Regions from separate parts of the Anser cygnoides genome. Here region 2 is linked to region 1. Evidence: chromatin contacts called from public Hi-C data. All regions are on one chromosome and are shown on one strand. The core of a region is the stretch at or near the end of the contact, and the rest is flanking DNA. Distances in the headings are between cores, read along the strand shown. Region 1 holds the start of MAP3K5 (mitogen-activated protein kinase kinase kinase 5). Region 2 holds the start of BCLAF1 (BCL2 associated transcription factor 1).

Region 1 (5,953 bases), core at 1,599-4,098:
GATTGTCTGCAGGGATAGGCTTAGTCTAACTTTTTTATAACAATTATTAGGAATTTTTTATTATTATTATTTCAGTTTAACCATTTCTATTTGCTTGTAAGAGTTCAGGCCTAAAGCTCATGGAAAAAGGATTATTTTATGTACTTTTGAGTACATCCCATTTGGATTTTTGTATCTGCAAGTTTATTTTATTTTATTTTATTTTATTTTATTTTATTTTATTTTATTTGTTACACCCATAACTGAAGCATACTGGACTTTACTTTTGCAAATTCCTATAGCAATATATTTTGGTCCATTCTATCAATCTCCAATACTATCAAGAAAATTCAAAATGCAGAGTTAGTCTTGTACCATTTTTCTCCCTGAACTGGACACTGATGGCCAGAATACATGAAAAATATATAACTTGGACAGAGTTCTGATAATTGTGCATAGGCTTCAAATTTCATTTCTCTAAATCAAAATGCTTTTTCTTTTTTCTTGGATCTTGTTAACACTAGTTTGAGTAGCTTAATCAAGTCTTTGGCATATAACGTGCTGTTTTTTTCACAAAAATTGCATTTATATTTAAAACTAATAAGACTGGAAAGTTCTTGGATTCTGGGATATAGCTTTAGAACTATAATTACTTAAATCTAGAGACCAATGTTGTATAGCTATAAAAACATGGAAGGGAGAGAGGGAATTATTTCAACAAATTTACAGCTAACTGCTTGTTGCAAGTTTTTGTCCTTGCAACAGGCAGAGCAGGAACAGGGCAATACTGAATTGTAATTATATGCAAACCATCTGGTGCTAAAGATGTTAATTGCACAGCACTTGAGTAACAAGTGAACAAGGTATACATATTTCTGATAATAAATGGGATATTATGCTGATTAAAAAAATAAATAAATAAACTTTGAATGATTATCATCATCGTTTATTCAAAGATTCATACAGAAGAACTCCTAAAAACCTGATTGCTCACTTCAAAGAGTTAACAGATTAAGAGATATGCTTTTCCTATATAAACACAAGGACAATTTGTGTGGGTTATTCCAGATTAATCTGAATTTTTGTTACTTTATTTCTTTTCAGTTTAGGCCTCATCCTCACTCCCGGCCAAATCAATAGAACAACTGTCTTGAATTTGGAATGGACACAGTACTAATAATGAAGCAGGCCTCACAAGGCAGCAACGCTAAGTAGAATAGCATGCTTCTTCCGTCTTCTTTCAGTCCGGGACTTCCTTCTGCACTTGACAAACATGGGTTGTTCTAGAGAACAACAGAGACATATTGTTCTTGCTTCCTGTAAGGTGATGTAACTTCAATGCTGAATGGATTAACACTGATTCTGTGTTTTGTGGAAAACTACTTTATTTAGGAAAACACTGATTGCCATTCTGACTGTAGCAAGAAACAATAACCTACTGTATATTGCAGATTAGCAAATATTAACTTTCCCCTGTAAATTAGTCTTTCGTTTGCTCGTCATCTTCCCACCCCATTTACCCATTCCTTATCAGCAGAAGCAAATGCCAGGCATATCTCATTGAAAATGGGGACTGATCAACGCAAACACAAGCAGAGCTACTGAAGGTACCACAGTGACTAATTTTCCCTGATTATTCCAGAATTTATCCTCTTCCTACAGCAGTCATGGAAAACAATGGTATAGGAACAGCTAATGCCAGCAAGTTGATTTGCCTCCACAAAATCAATTGTAATAGGATGGACCTATTGATATGCCATATTAACATAATTCTGAATATATAGAGTGCTATTTAGCTCCATGTTGCAGCAAGGGTGGTGTTGGTTGGTTGCAGTCAGGAGGGTGTCAGTGCCTTGTCTCAAGCGACAAGTGATAGGACATGAGAAAACAGCCTCAGGTTGCACCAGGGGAGGTTTAGATCAGGTATCAGGAAGAATTTCTTCATGGAAGGGGTGGTTTGGCATTGGAATGGGCTGCCCAGGGAGGTGGGGTGTCTCCATCCCTGGAGGTATTTAAAAGCTGCGTAGATGTGGCACTAAGGGATGTGGTTCAGGGGCGTCACTCAGTAGGCCAGGTTGATGGACGTGATGATCTTGAACGTATTTTCCAACCTAGGTGATCCAAGGTTTTACGTTTCTCCTGTATCTACTTAACAGAATGCCCGGTCAAATAAATAAATGAACAAATAAACTGATTTCACTCTGTTTCGCTCCAGAAACAGCGTAGAGCTCTGCACTTCATTTCCTCCCCAGACCCACTTCGCATTTCTCAGGGATTCGCTCTAGGCCTGCAGACAGCCCGAGGGCTTGAGGCGCTCACACCTCGCGTCACACGTTATTCCAAATCCCAAAGGACCTCCTCAGAGGACCCCTCCCTCGACGGCTACCCCACAAACAAACCCCGCCGTGAGGCTCCCACCACCACGGCGCCTCCCGCCGCCCTAAGCCGCACAGGATCCCCGGGCCCCAGCACCGCCGAACAACCGAGCCCCAGCCCTGAGGGGCCCGACCCGGCCCCGCCGCCCGCCCTTCCCGGGGCCGCCCCCGGGCAGCGAGAGGGCGGCTCGGGAGCGGCCCCGGAGGGAGGAGCGCGGCGCTGGGGCCGCCCCCGCCCGGCCTCCAGTCGCCGTGCAGCTGCCGCTCCGCTAAACCGGGGGCGCCGGGGAGCCTGCCCACAAGTGGTTCCTGCGCCCGGGCGGCTGGGGGAAGAGCCGGCGAGCGAGGGAGCTCCCCGGGGCGGCGAGGAGGAGGAGGAGGAAGGCTGCCCGCCCGCCCGCCCGCCCGCCCGCCCGCCGGGGGCCGGCTCGCCGCGTGGCCCCGCAGGTGCTCGGGAGAAGCGATGGTGCCGGAGGCGGGCGCCGGCTCTCGTCCCCTCGCCTCCGGCAGCCCCCGCTAGCCCCGCGGGGGAGCCCCGAGCCCCGGCCCCGCCGCTCCCCGCTTGAGCAGCCGGGCAGGAGCGCGCAGGGCGGCCCGGGGCGGGCGGGCGGCGCGGTGGCGGCTCCGCAGGGATGAGCGACGGCGGCGAGGGGACCGTCAGCTTCTCGGTGCCCGGCCCTCCGGCCGGCGGCGGCGGCGGCGCCGAGGAGGGGCTCGGCCGGCGGGGGCAAGGGGCCGACGGCGGCGCCCGCAGCCTCCAGCCCGAGCCGTGGGGCGACGACGGGGCCGGCACCGGCATCGCGGCGAGGGCCAAGGGCCAAGGGCGTCGGACGGCGGTCACCTACGTGATCAACGAGGCGAGCCAGGGGCCGCTGCTGGCGGCGGAGAGCGGCGCCCTGCAGAGCCTGCGGGAGGCGTGCGACGTGGTGGGCGCCACGCTGGAGACGCTGCACTTCGGCAAGCTGGACTTCGGCGAGACCGCCGTGCTGGACCGCTTCTACAACGCAGGTGAGAGGGGGGCCGCCAGGACCGCGGGTGCTGCTGGCCTTCCCCCCGGCCGCCGCGACGAAGCAGGGATGCGAGTCGGTGCCGACGGGGGGGGGGGGGGGGGGGCTGCGAGGCCCCGGGAGTTGGGGAAAGTGGCTGCGGCGTGAGCCCGGTGGCCCGGCAGCGCCTTCCTGCTGGCCCTGCAGCAGGGGAGCCGGCGCTTCGGGGGTTGGTTGCCATTAAAGCGCTGCTGGGGGGTGGATGGCAGGGCGGCGGGGATGCCCCGCGCTGCAGCCGCCTACCCCGGCTGGCCCGCCCTGGCAGCAGTAGAACTGTAACGCCTTCGTTTCAGGGCAGGGTCACGCGAGGTTGCCTGTCATGATCTACCTGGGCCCATGCTTAAAAGTAACAGCCAGAAAGTTTCTCCTGATTTTTTTTTTTTTAGTTATTTATTAACAGATATATGTGGTAAACTTAGAGTTAACCCCCCCTGCTTACTAGGCCGGTAAAGACTTCGTAAAGCTAAAGTTACGGTACTAAATTAATGTCTCTTTGCCATTTAAAAAATTAGACGCAGGAATTTGATTTGACCTGCAACTCGAAGCTTATTTTGTGGTATGTCTCTACGTGCATGAAATACTTTAGCAAGTGAGCATTTAAAAAGTTTTGGCTGTAGCTTCCTCCTCTCCTGGGGAGCAGAGAGGAAGAAAAAAAAAAAAAAGAAATGTCTGGACTGTCTGCCCTCTTCATGCAAGACTCACCAGCGTGGACGTGCATATGCACTGAAACACTGAACGCTTTGCTTCATGGGCTACTGCTTTCAGGTTCCTGAGCTGGATGGCTCCGCAGCATATGGGCACGTCTTACCTTGCATTTCTTAGAGATCTGTGGCCTTAGAGGTAATGTCATCAAACGTCAGAGGAGCTGTGCTCACAGACAGAAATAGGAAGGATACAGAGCTTCATTACAGATGTTATACTCTCTACATTACTGCTAAGAGAGACTTCAGATTTTAAGAGCCTCAGTACCTCTTAACTGTAGGACAGGTACAACCTGAGAGTCTCATTTCGTCCCTGTTGTGGAAGGTGTATCCTAGTGAGGCTCACGGAGCTGAATTATCTGTGATGTTCGTGTGCCTCTCACGTTCATTAATTTTCAGACTGATCTGTACAATAGGCGGGGTCTCCATATTTCACAAAGGCTTTTCTTGTAATGGGAGATTTGACTTGAAGTGGGCCCCTTCTAATTCTGGCAGTAGGCGTCTGGCGTCTAGCACTACATAACTGCACGCTTATGTAATATAACATTTCTTTTTTCACTGGATTTTCAGCAAACTCTGTACTGCAAAGAGGAGGACATAAAAGTTTGTCTGCTCACGATACGTTCTGTGCTGTGTGAGCTGATGCCTAAAAGCTATGTTGTGGTGTTGACTGTGAGGCTGGAACTTAGGTCTAGAGGGATCTGTGGGTTTTCATGTTTGTTTCTTTATTCCTTTCACATTTCTGCATCCAATATATATTTTTAAGAACTAGTTGTTCTTCAGAAAAAAAAAAAAAGGCTCCCAGGTTAGGAACAGAAAAACATTAAAGAGTAGAAGCTATGTAAGCTGAAAAATGCAAACGGGGAGCAGTGTAGGGAACAAAATGAAATGGTCACGAAGGGTGTATTTATTCCACAGTTTGTTTTTTGTTTTAGTTGCCTTCCACTGGGATGGAAGGGAAGCATTTGTAGATGGCAAATAAATATAAACTCCTTCCCAATTTCCCTTCTCGTCCTTTCTCTTGCTATGTGCTTTCAGTGATCAAAGATGTTAGTGATAAGGTGAAGAATATCTGCACACTCCACTATTTAAAAAAATGTAGTGCGTTACATGTACAGCATGGCTGAACATCAAGTAAGAATTTAACAGTAAAATGACTTTCAATTTACGTAATGGTTAATTGGTTTCATTCAAGGTACTGAGTCTTACTAGACTCTGTGTAAAGGGCAATTAAGTCATGAGAGTAAGGAATGATGCGATGGGATGGAGCTAATTACTGCATTTGAATGAGATAAAAACAACAAATCTCTCAACTCTTGTAATGTGTACAAATGAACTGGGATTTGGGGGAGGGGGAGAGAGGCTGTAGATGCAGTATAACTTTATCTGCCCATTATCAAGCCTTCCCTTTCCTAATGCCTTCTTTGTGCTTTGTATAATGTAGTCTGAACTCTTGGTGATCTCTGATGGCTCACTTCATACCTTTCACTGCTTGGAAGAGAACTTTGGGAAGTATTAAATAAAAAAAAAATCTAATCTCAGATGTAAATACTCATCATCCTGTCTAAATTTGGATTAGCCTGCTAATAATCTTCTTCAGCTGGCTTCCGTCAAGTGATGGTGCTTAAATGCTGAGACATAATTAGAAATACATACGAACAGTGAGTAGGTCTTAGCTAAGTATAATGGAACCATTCAAGCACCAAATATTAAGAATTAGCCTATTCTAGCACTTTGTCGTGCATGGTTTAAAGTCTGATTTTAAAAAAAAAAAAAAGCCTCATGAGAAGCAAGTGTGGAATCAGCCTTAGTAACTGTTGGAACATTTCATACACTTCCCACCACTTAGAAG
Region 2 (5,953 bases), core at 1,437-3,936, 250 kb after region 1:
GCTCCAAAATAACAAAACAAAACAAAACAAAACAAAACAACAAACCAAAGGTATTAAGTTCTTGAACTGGATTTACCATTGACAGAATAGCAAAAGAAAATCATGAATTAGAAAAAAATAGCCAAGCAAGCCAAACAGTTCTAAACTCAGATTCTGATATGTGTAAATTACATTACTACTAAGCTCTTAAAAATAAATAAATAATATATATATGTGTGTGTATATATAGATATTCACTGTTAAGATTTCCGGAGAAATTCAGATTAAACAGAAAGTGACTATAATCATTTAAACAGGGACGGAACCTGATGCCGTGACTCGAGAGATCAAGTTTTGTGAAAAATTGCCCGGGGTCTCTTCATTACATAGTTAGGCAGAGCTTTGTTTGCATTTATTATAATTTCTGTAGTGTATAAAGGAAGTTGCTCTCCCTGCATTAAATCCCTCAGCTGAGGTATTTGCTCATCCTGACTCAGAGGCAGAGTGCCATCTACTGAACCATCCCCTTTACACAGAACTCTTGAGCCTATCCCACTCCTGGATTAACAAAATTTACACAAGGGGGCTGTAAAACTGAGTAAGGTTTAATCAGAGGAAAGCTGATTTAAGTGTGATTCTCTATTGTACAGTAGCAGCTGCAAGTAAAGGAACAGACCAACAGCCATGACGTGCAAGTCTATGCTCCCGTTTTATGAAGACTCATTCTGTTCTTCTTAAATAATCTTTGGAATTGAGGTTACATTATCATTTCATAACACTTAAGAGCAGCATTCCCTGATGGGTGCTCAGATTTCACTGCTAACTATTAACCGTGGACTTACCTATATATTTCTCCTTTCTACGTTAGCGCTCAGGACATGTACAAGTCTCAGCTGACTCAGTGAATAGTGAGGATGTGTGATAACAGCCAGCAAGAGTTTTGCTTGGGCCAGTGATGACACAGTACTACCGTGTGGCTCTGTCTGCCTTTATTTTCTTTTGCCTTGAACCTCATACTTCATTGTAAATTTTCTGGACCGTTCCTGTATTCAAATAAAGTGGCACCTTATGTCATGCTCAGAACTGCCATGTGCTATGATAATAAACATATAAATAGATTTTAAAAGAAAAGGCAGAAAAAAAATTGTTGCAGATGGTAGTGCCACAAACATGTCAAAAGTGTCAAAAGTGTCTGTAGAGTCTGTAAACCATGGAAATTTGATCAAACTTCATATAAACATCTGAAATGTTGTGAGGAAATTACCACTCAAAAGCAGGGAGTCAAGTACTTGAAGAAATATACAAGCTTGCAGAACAGAGGTGACCTGAGGCCATCGGGTTGTGTTTAATAAACAATACCCTGCAAAAACCACCTGTGTGATGTGTTTCAAGGCCCAGGTCCCGGTGTTGCACCGAAGGATCATGTAACCTACAGCCCAGATGTCAAATTCCTGATAAAATAAGGCAGTAAGCAAAGCTTAAAAAAAAAGTGTACTATTTGTCATTAGACAAATATGGTTGAAATAATTAAAATATATTTGAAAAAAGTTTCATATTATAATATATATTTTTTCTTCTAGACCCTTATTATGTTGTCTTAAATACAACGGAGACCTGAAGAGTAGAAGTAACCACTCTTTCTAGTTGTCCCAATAAGATATATCCCACATATCTCAGAAAAATGAGGGGAGAGAATCATAGAATATCTCAAGTTGGCAAGGCCCCACAAGGATCATCAAGTCCAACTCTTATTATGCTGATATGCAAATTCACTGAAGGGAAATGACACAAGCATCACACAAGTCTCCAGGGCCATTAAGAAATGTCTGTGTGCAGCCACAAGAATTCTGGAAACCTTACCAGCCCTAGCAAGCTGACTCCAGCCCGCAATTTCATTGTCAAGCACTCCCACATTAACAGTCTAATTGTTGTGTACAGCAAAAGCTGTCGCACACGGGCTGCACTTGAGTTACAGGTTAGTTACCTCGTAAAGGAAAAAGTGAAAAAGGAGGAAGGGAACTTGTGTGTGGGCCAGGCTGCTCATCAGTTAACTGCAGCTGGTCATAACGAAAACATCCACTGTGTTTTTGTTGTGGCACAGGCGATTCATTGGTTGCTGCCTCCTTAGAAAGTTATGTGTGAAGTACTTAGCAGCCAAAATAAATTATATACTGTATTGATAAAACAGCCATATAGGTTAGGTGTAAGTAAGCAGTGCTTTATTTTCTCTACATGGAAGAGAGCAGACCAACATTTCAGGGTTATGTCTGCTTGCCATCTTCCATTCCTTTTTCCTCCATCAGTTGGTTTGGGCTGCGTATCACTCCATGTCCCCTGAATTTAAAAACTCGGCAAAAACTGTGCATACCCATCTATTCCTGCTCTTATTTATGTAGCTGTGGGGTCACCGTCCCTGGGGGCGTTCAAGGAAAGGTTGGACGTGGTGCTTAGGGACATGGTTTAGTGGGTGACATTGGTGGTAGGGGGATGGTTGGACCAGATGGTCTTGAAGGTCTTTTCCAACCTTAATGATTCTTCGATTCTACATATCGCCTTGCCTCATAAATACTCTGCCTTTTTAAGAATATATCGGCAGCGTGTGATTTGAGCAGCGTAAACCGCCACCTCAGGACGCGCTCGGCCGACACGCCTCTGCGTGTCGCTGAACGCCGTTCCCCCGCAGCCCCCGGAGCACCTCCCGGCGGCAGCGAGCCCTGAGGTGATTTCCCGGGGCCCGCCGCGCTGACGCGCCGCAACCCAGCGCCGTGCGGGCGCCTGCCGCAAAAGCGACTGCAGTAAAGCGCCGCCGTGCCGCGAGCCCATCTCCTTCCTGGGACGCGGCACCGCCGGATGCCAATGCCGCTTGATGCTGAGCCGCTGGCCGGGCCCCGCTTCGCAGCCAGCGGCTCTCAGGCACCGCCCGTGGATGGCCGCGCTCCCTGCCCGGCAGGTAACGCCGCCGCGGCACTGCACCCCCACGACGTGAGGGGAAAGCCGGCGGGTTTCTCCTCGCGGCTGAGCGGGAGGGGACAAAGGCTGCGGCCACCGGGGCTCGGCGCAGCGATGGGGCGGGGGACATAGCGCAGGGCAGGGCAGGAGAGGAGAGGACGGGGCACGGCGGGGTAAGCAGGGCAGCGCCGGGACCCGCAGCCCCCCCCGCTCCGCCCCGCCGCCCGCCATCTTCCTTGCGGCCGGCTACCCACAACCAAGATGGCGGCGGGGCGGCGAGCGGGGCGGGCGTTCCCCCCCCCCCCCCTCAGCCCTTGGCGGATGTGACGCGCGGCTCGGCGGCGGCCGCCCCCCCCCCCCCCCGCTGCCGATGGTGCCTCGTTCCTGTGAGGGCCCCGCCCGCCGCCGCCGCCTCCTTCGCCCCGACGGGAGATGGCCGGCGGGCTGCCGTGACACCGCGCGGCCGGAGGGTGAGCGCGGGGCGGCGGGGACCGGGACGGGGAGGAGGAGGAGGAAGAGGAGGAGGAGGAGGAGGAAGAGGCCGCGCTGAGGGGCGGCTGAGGGGCGCCCCCCCCCCCTCGCCGTGCATGCGCCCCGCCCTTCCCCCCCTCCCCGCCGCGTGACCTCCGCGCGCCGCAGCCATTTCCCCCACACCCCCCGGTGAGGAGGGGCCGGGTCCGGCCCTCAGCGCCCTGAGGCGGCCCCCGCCGGGCCCCGGCGGCCTCGCCCCTTGGCGGAGCCCTCCCAGGAGCCCCCCCGGGAGCGAAGGTAGAGCTGAGGGGACGGGGTTGGGGGCGGCCTGCCCGCGCCCCCCCCCCCCCGTGAGGGGCAGCGCCGTGAGGCGGGAGCGCCGTGAGGGGATAGGGGTGAGCCCTGCGCGGGATCGGGCCTGTGGCAGGAGCTTCCCCTCGGGGGTGAGTGCTGGTCAGGCGCTGGTACCGTAAATACAACGCGCTTCCCTCAGCTTTAGCCGCCCTGCCCAGAAGTACCGTCAGTCGGGGGTTGCAGTGGGTTTTGAGCCCCTTGCTGAGAGGGGCCTGCTCGGTTCTAGTGCGTGCTCTGCAGCCTGTGCAGCATCTTGCCCTTTGTTTATTGTCTGTTTCGCGATCTTCGGTTTTCTGACAAAAAAAATGGTATCTTTCTTCAGCCTGTGGTAGCAATCCTTTACTAAGGTGCTACATCTCGTCACTTGTTTATCGCGAAGATCAGAGTTAGGCCCTGGCAGTAGCTGTTACGTTTTACTACAGAAGGACTCAGGGGCATGCAAAACAAAGGAGTTTTGATTGAGTAATGGTTGGTTTATTGTAAGTGTATAAAACCGTCCCTCGGAATAGCTGTTCTCAGTGTGGGAAGGGATCGATTTAGAGCGTGGGGTTCCAGGAAAATGCTGTCTCGCTGTTGTCTTTCTCTTCCTCCTTTCTCTTTCTCTTCACATTGCCCTAGACAAAAGGGGGCTAAATAAGAAGGGGCAAAGACTGGTTTAGAGGAGCGCTTCAAGCACGCAGCTTCTTGTGGCAGGGAGGGTAGGACTTGCTTCCTCCTACTCATCCCTTCTGGCGTTGAATGACAGGCAGTGCTGAATGGCAGGAAGAGGTTTAATGACTTACATGTATCAGTACTTCGGCAGTGACGGCCTCTCTCCAGCACCGGCTGACTCCGCAGCTTGAGCAAGGCTTTTGTGGGCCTGGCTCTAACAGCAGGGCCATGGGTGAAGGCTGTAGCTGAGGGTATCTTTCTTGGGGATGTGGCACAGCACATGTATGGGGAGAAGCTCCTGTTGCCATTGGGGATGCAGAAAACTTGGAGTGGTTTTAGGAATTTAAAAAGGGTCAGCAGGGAGCTGTTGTTTGTAGCTAGGGTGCGGTATTTGGATGGATTAGATTCAGGCTGGTTGTGAAGGAGCGATTGTGGTGTACGGGCTTGAGGAATGCCACAGAGCATTTGGGGCTTGTTTACTTGTAGCAGAGGTAGGTGAAGGAAACTACTGAAGAATGCAAGTCTTCAGGTTACAGCTGTGTTCGGTCTGACCTGGGAGAGTTTTTCCAAAGGTATTGTGAAAAAGTGCATTGCTGCTTTGCCGTTGTGCTGGCACTGGTCCTCCCACAGCCTTGCTGTAAGCTGGGTCTGGAAGCTGATGTGGCTCAGAAGTCAGCCTTGTCTTTTTCTCCAGAGTAGTTTTGTCCTGGATCAATTCACTGATCCAGCTCACCAAGCACCTAGGTGAATATCAGCGTTGGCACAAGTAAGGAAGGGAAGGAAGACAGCCTTTTTGTGTTCACAGCGTGCTCACAGGCTCCTGCAAAGGGATCATAGAAACCACTCTCTAAGGGCATATCAAAACACTGTTAAATAACAACAGAAAAACAAAACAAGGTTAGATATCCTGTTGCTTAGGAAAACGAAAAACACACCAACGCCTTTATGTGTATAGACAAAATTCTTAAAAATAGTCATTTTGATTTCCGTGTTGTTAGAGGAGAAACATGCTAATATTTGCCTATTGTTTTACATCAAAGAACAGCTGTCAATCATATGATGGTTTTACAGAACTGATTTTGTTAATATTTGGATGCTGGTTTTTAACTTAATTTACAATTAGATTGTTTTCTATAAAGAAAATAATTTAGGAAAATAATGTATTTTTTGTACATAGAATGTACAAACATTCCTTGTATATTTTACTGTTTCAGTTGAGTTCTTGTGCTGTAATTTTTACGTGGGTCTGTTTAGTCTTTGTAACTGTGTGAGTATTGTGAAGATGATCTTACACAGGAAGAAAATAAGAGGAGGAAAAATGTTTATTAGCTCTTACTTGTACTACCCAAGATAGTTTAGTTAAATTCATTATGGTAGTTTAGTATTTGTAGTATTCTAGGCAATGATTATCTTACAGTCAGTGCTGAAATGTGTTCTGTTCTTACTTGTGATGTACTGCTGTTAGCTTGTGGACTTTTTTTTGCATATGAAAAAAGGCTGGGATGTAGAGAATGGATAAGAAAGTGTGGTTATTTTGTGGCAGGTAGGC

The links. Hi-C and Micro-C count contacts between places; a contact is called where the count stands out from the background.
Region 2: a contact with region 1 is called in a Hi-C map of liver, with 2.1 times the contacts expected there. The contact joins the promoter of BCLAF1 here to the promoter of MAP3K5 in region 1. A contact is called at or near these places in 3 of 7 Hi-C or Micro-C datasets (granulosa cells and liver).

The regions. Positions count from the first base shown.
Region 1 is chr3:60,555,351-60,561,303 of Taihu_goose_T2T_genome, forward strand. MAP3K5 (mitogen-activated protein kinase kinase kinase 5) reads left to right here and starts at 2,849. Exons shown (of 30, transcript XM_048075713.2): 1 at 2,849-3,362. The coding sequence starts at 2,987.
Region 2 is chr3:60,803,710-60,809,662 of Taihu_goose_T2T_genome, forward strand. BCLAF1 (BCL2 associated transcription factor 1) reads left to right here and starts at 2,687. Exons shown (of 12, transcript XM_048075720.2): 1 at 2,687-2,929.